2 separate regions of the Macaca mulatta genome follow, and region 1 is linked to region 2. A link is a contact called in public Hi-C data. All regions are on one chromosome and are shown on one strand. The core of a region is the stretch at or near the end of the contact, and the rest is flanking DNA. Distances in the headings are between cores, read along the strand shown. Region 1 holds the start of TP53 (tumor protein p53). Region 2 holds the start of SAT2 (spermidine/spermine N1-acetyltransferase family member 2).

Region 1 (2,952 bases), core at 151-2,650, 60 kb before region 2:
AGCTCCTGGGGCACAGCTGAGCCAGCCACAGGATCTGGGGACAACCGGGGCGGATCCTCCCTTTCGAGAGGCGGTGGCATCAGTTCAGGGTCCGCATTTTTATCCATCGGGGAAGCGTGGGGAGAAGGATGGGCCGGAGCTGGATCCTGGTCTGAGGGACAGCAGTCCGGAGCTAACGGTTGAGTCTCCAAAGTCTTCATACTGCAGAGGAAGCACAGCGGACATTAGCCTCAGCCAGGATGGCTTCGAAGTTCTCAGGGATCCGATGCAGAGCTAATGAAACCCACCTGTGCTTCCCTCCTCTTCTGGGAGGAGGTAGAAGACTCCCGGGAGGAGAGGCGAACAGCGGACGCCAATTTTGAAAGCACTGCGTTCCTTAGCACCGCAGGTCGCTACGAGCCTCTTGCTGTCGCGGGATTTGGGCCCACCTTCCGATTGGGCCGCTGCATCCCGGATCAGATTTCGCGGGCGACCCACGGAACCCGCGGAGCCGGGACGTGAAAGGTTATAAGGTTTCCCGTTCCCATCAAGCCCTAGGGCTTCTCGTGGCTGCTGGGAGTTGTAGTCTAAACTCTTCTATCTTGGGGAGAAGCGCCTGCGCTCCCCCTACCGAGTCCCGCGGTAATTCTTAAAGCACCTGCACCATCCCCCGCCGCCTGCAGAGGGCGCTGCAGGTCTTGCACCTCTTTTCATCTCGTTCTCCAGGCTCCAGACCTTTCTCTCTTCCTTCATTCAAAAAGTATTTATTATCGAGCTCTTACTTGCTACCCAGGACTGATATAGGCACTGAGGAATACAACAATAAATAAGATAGTAGAAAAATTCTATATCCTCATAAAGCTTACGTTTCCATGTACTGAAAGCAATTAACAAATATTTTCAGAGTGATAAGTATTGTGAAGATTAAACAAGATGGTGTGATACAAAGTATGTGGGAGAAAACGTTAGCGTGAGATATTAAGGAAAGCCTTCCTAAAAAATGACATTTTAGCTGTTGAAAAGAAAGGATCCAGCTGAGAGCAAACGCAAAAGCTTTCTTCCCTTCATATTTGACACAGCGCAGGATTCCTCCAAAATGGTTTCCACCAATTCTGCCCTCACAGCTCTGGCTTGTAGAATTTTCCACCCCAAAATGTTAGTATCTACGGCACCAGTTCGGCGAGAATCCTGACTCTCTCTGCACCCTCCTCCCCAATTCCATTTCCTTTGCTTCCTCCAGCGGGCGGATTACTTGCCCTTACTTGTCATGGCGACTGTCCAGCTTTGTGCCAGGAGCCTCGCAGGGGTTGATGGGATTGGGGTTTTCCCCTCCCATGTGCTCGACTGGCGCTAAAAGTTTTGAGCTTCTCAAAAGTCTAGAGCCACCATCCAGGCAGCAGGTAGCTGCGGGGCTCCGGGAACACTTGGCGTCCGGGCTGGGAGCGTGCTTTCCAAGACGGTGACACGCTTCCCTGAGGATTGGGTAAGCTCCTGACTGAACTTGATGAGTCCTCTCTGAGTCACGGGCTATCGGCTCCGTGTATTTTCAGCTCGGGAGAATCGCTGGGGCTGGGGGTGGGGCAGTGGGGACTTAGCGAGTTTGGGGGTGAGTGGGATGGAAGCTTGGCTAGAGGGATCAACATAGGAGTTGCATTGTTGGGAGACCTGGGTGTAGATGGTGGGGATGTTAGGACCATCCGAACTCAAAGTTGAACGCCTAGGCAGAGAAGTGGAGCTTTGGGGAACCTTGAGCCGGCCTAAAGGGTACTCCTTTGCCCATCTACCCGTTGCTAGGCGTAGGGAATCCCTGAAATAGAAGATGCACAAAGCATTGAGATCTGAGACTTTTGGATCTCGAAACATTGAGAACTCATGGCTGTATATTTTGGAGCCCATGGCATTCTAGTGAAACCTCGGGCTCCATTCCGAAATGATCATTTGGAGGTGATCCGGGGAGCCCAAGCTGCTAAGGTCCCACAACTTCCGGACCTTTGTCCTTCCTGCAGCGATCTTTCCAGCCAGCCCTTGGCTCCGCTAGATGGAGAAAATCCAATTGAAGGCTGTCAGTCGTGGAAGTGAGAAATGCTAAACGAGGGGTTTGCCCGCCAGGCCGAGGAGGACCATCTCAATCTGAGAGGGCCGGCAGCCCTGTTATTGTTTGGCTCCACATTTACATTTCTGCTTGTGGCAGCAGCATTTCCGGTTTCTTTTTGCCGGAGCAGCTCACTATTCACCCGATGAGAGGGGAGGAGAGAGAGAAAAAATGTCCTTTAGGCCGGTTCCTTTTACTTGCAGAGGGAGGCTGCTATTCTCCGCCCGCACTTTTTTTTTCTGGATTACTTGGTTATGGCCTTTGCAAAGGCAGGGGTATTTGTTTTGATGCAAACCTCAATCCCTCCCCTTCTTTGAATGGTGTGCCCCACCCCGCGGGTCGCCTGCAACCTAGGCGGACGCTACCATGGCGTGAGACAGGGAGGGAAAGAAGTGTGCAGAAGGCAAGCCCGGGGGGTATTTTCAAGAATGAGTACATCTCATCTTTCCGGAGGAAAAAAAAAAAGAATGGGTACGTCTGATAATCAAATTTTGAAAGAGTGCAATAATGGATCGTTTGATAATCTGTCGGAAAAACAATCTACCTGTTATCTGGCTTTGGGCTAGGCCATTCCAGTTCCAGACGCAGGCCGAACGTCGTGAAGCGGAAGGGGCGGGCCCGCAGGCGTCCGTGTGGTCCTCCGTGCAGCCCTCCGACCCGAGCCGGTTCTTCCCGGTAGGAGGCGGAACTCGAATTCATTTCTGCCGGTTACCCATCTCTTAGCTCGCTGTTGTTTCATTCCGCAGTTTCTCCCCATGCACCTGCCGCATACCGGGCACTTTGTGCCGTACATACGTCATCTTTTTCCTAAATCGAGGTGGCATTTACACACAGCGCAGTGCACAGACCAAGTGTACAGGAAGATGAGTTTTGGCCCTAAC
Region 2 (2,700 bases), core at 190-2,689:
TCCCCAGGGGGATCTCTCTCTTGAGTTTCTCCTACCCCACCAGCTCAAGCACTCTTCAGAAACTATTTCCACAAACACTGACGCTGAGGTTTCCCTGGAGGAAGGAGGGTTGGGGGTGCCTATCCTCAAGTACTGGAAGAGTAGAATTGAGGGAGAGACCTTTCTTCCTTCTTGAGGGTGAAAAATAAGAATTGCATGACCTGACGTGGTGTTGGGTCGATAAGGTGATAAGCCTCAGCCACTCCAAGACCCTTCATGAGTGTTCTGGTCAGCAGAAGTTACTCCTTGGGGAATGGGTGGGCCCAAGATGACCTTTACCCTCAGTGGGCTGGAGTCTTGGCTCTGCCCTGTGGAATATAGGGAAAAGAAGAGCAAGGGACAACCTTGTGGGTCATATTTGGGACCCAGGCAAAGACCTCAAATGTCTGAACTGAGCTGTACCAGATCCAAGACTGAGGCAGGCTCATCCCTCAGCCGACAGAACAAGTTGCCACCTCGTGTTGGCATTGCAAGGGGTGCTGGGAGGCCAGGCGCAGTGGCTCATGCCTATAATCCTGACACTTTGGGAGGCTGAGGTGGGAGGATTGCTTGAGGCCAGGAGTTTAAGACCAACCTGGGCAACATGGCGTGATCCCGTATCTACCAAAAAAAAAAAAAAAAAAAAATTAGCCAGGCATAGTGGTGCACACCTGTGGTCCTAGCTACTCAGGAGGCTGAGGGGAAGAGGATCGCTTGAGCCCGGGAAGTTACGGCTATAATGAGCTATGATCAGGCCACTGTGTTACTTGGGCAACAGTGTGAGACCGTCTCGAAAAAAAAAAAAAATTAGCCGGGAGTGCCGGTGCGCGACTGTAGTCCCAGCTACTCCAGAGACTAAGGCAGGAGAATCGCTTGAACTCGGGAGGTAGAGGCTGCAGTGAGCAGAGATCGCGCCACTACACTCCAGCCTGGGAAACAAAGCAAGACTCGATCTCCAAAAACAAACAAACGAACGAATAAATAAATAAACAAAACATTTTTAAAAATGCATATGTCCTCAAGAGGTAACACTTCATCCTACTCAAGAGCTGCAGGAAACAGCTTTCAGAGCTGAGGGTCTTAAGGCTTACCCAGGGTCTGGGGGGGTGAGTGAGCCTGAGGCTAAAGCAGGTTATCACCACATACGTCAATTTAAAAAGCACTGCCGGGGAGCCTTTGAACCGCAGGGTAACTCGATCGAGGTTGGGACACCCACACAACCTCAAGGAAGCCGCCACACTCCAACCTTGACCTCTACCCAGGGGCCCAGTCACAAGATCCAGCTGTCGGGGGTGGGACTTGGGGGGGGCGGGGCTGCGCCTGTTCTCCAAGCTGATTGGCTGACGGTTGTGCCCCCTGCTGCGACAGAATTCGAGGGGGTGGGGCTTTGCCCCGCAGTGAGGACCTCCTCGCTGGCCCACTCTCTCCGTCCTGACGGCACCGGAATCCCAGCCCCACTTCGCAGGCTGCTGCTACCCCGCCGTCCCGGCCACTCCCGCCACCCCGCTCTCCCAGGCTCTTCAGGATCCAAGCTTGTAGGCCCTTTAAAGGGTCTTGTTGCCGTTTGCGGGGCTGTGAGACTTTGGTCCTAGACAGTGGGGATCCGGATGGCTTCCGTGCGGATCCGAGAGGCCAAGGGGGGAGACTGTGGAGATATCCTGAGGCTGATTCGGGTGAAGAGAGGAGAGAGGGGAGAGGGGAGAAGGCCGGAAACCAGGGGGTCAGAGTGACGCGGCCAGAGCGGGGGCGCAGGAGGCGGGGGCGGGGGGAGGGGCTCGCCTTGGGACCCTGCTCGGGGAGCAGCGGGGCCCTTCTGCCCAAATCCAGCCTCCGTACTCACGCCTTAGGAACTAGCCGAGTTCGAAAACCTCTCGGATCAGGTGAAGATCAGTGAAGAAGGTGGGGACTCAGCGCCCAGGTTCTGGCGGAGGCTGGGGAGGAAATGAGGGATGGGTTCCCCAGGCGACAGCTCCAGGCTGGGCATAGACCCAGGTCCTCTTTCTCTATCTCTTTGTCACAACTCCAATCTCGGCAGCCCTGAGAGCAGATGGCTTTGGAGAGAATCCTTTCTATCACTGTTTGGTAGCAGAGATTCTTCCAGCGTCCGGGGAGCTACTGGGTAAGAGCAGCTGGGCCTTAGAAGTCCACCTCTCCAGCCGGCCTCAGAGGTCTCCCCACAGGCTCCCAGAAGCCGTACTCCTCTTTTCTCTCTCTCAGGGCCCTGCGTGGTGGGCTATGGAATATACTACTTCATCTACAGTACATGGAAGGGACGCACCATTTATCTGGAGGATATCTATGTGATGCCGGAATATCGGGGTACTGGGCAGAAGCTGAGGCGGGAGTGGGAACGAAGCACCCCACACACCCCACCATCATCCCCAGTCCCCAGATCCCAGCCTGTGTCCTTTTCTGATTCCCTTCAGCTCAAACAATAGATATTTTTTGCCTCTTTCTCTCCATAACAGGTCAAGGGATTGGTTCCAAAATAATCAAAAAGGTGGCTGAGGTGAGGAGAGGGTGGGGGTGACAAGTGAGGACCTAAAGAAGCAAGGGTATATGGAGGGGGAGGACCCGGGTTGAATGAGGGAGGGAGAAAACCTTTTCCTTTTTTGACCCCAGAAAAGTTAGTGATGTTTTCTCCCACAGGTGGCCTTGGATAAGGGCTGCTCCCAATTCCGC

Evidence for each region. A called contact is a pair of places that touch in the nucleus more often than the background predicts.
Region 1: a contact with region 2 is called in a Hi-C map of cortical neurons, with 2.4 times the contacts expected there. The contact joins the promoter of TP53 here to the promoter of SAT2 in region 2. A contact is called at or near these places in 3 of 14 Hi-C or Micro-C datasets (cortical neurons, fibroblasts and liver).

The regions. Positions count from the first base shown.
Region 1 is chr16:9,178,096-9,181,047 of T2T-MMU8v2.0, reverse strand. TP53 (tumor protein p53) reads left to right here and starts at 1,400. Exons shown (of 11, transcript NM_001047151.2): 1 at 1,400-1,462. It overlaps WRAP53 (WD repeat containing antisense to TP53), which reads right to left and starts at 504. Exons shown (of 11, transcript NM_001260926.1): 1 at 288-504; 2 at 1-201. The coding sequence starts at 200.
Region 2 is chr16:9,118,344-9,121,043 of T2T-MMU8v2.0, reverse strand. SAT2 (spermidine/spermine N1-acetyltransferase family member 2) reads left to right here and starts at 1,439. Exons shown (of 6, transcript NM_001194477.1): 1 at 1,439-1,691; 2 at 1,866-1,917; 3 at 2,054-2,137; 4 at 2,236-2,337; 5 at 2,487-2,527; 6 at 2,668-2,700. The coding sequence starts at 1,626. All of the region lies in intron 1 of SHBG (sex hormone binding globulin), which reads right to left.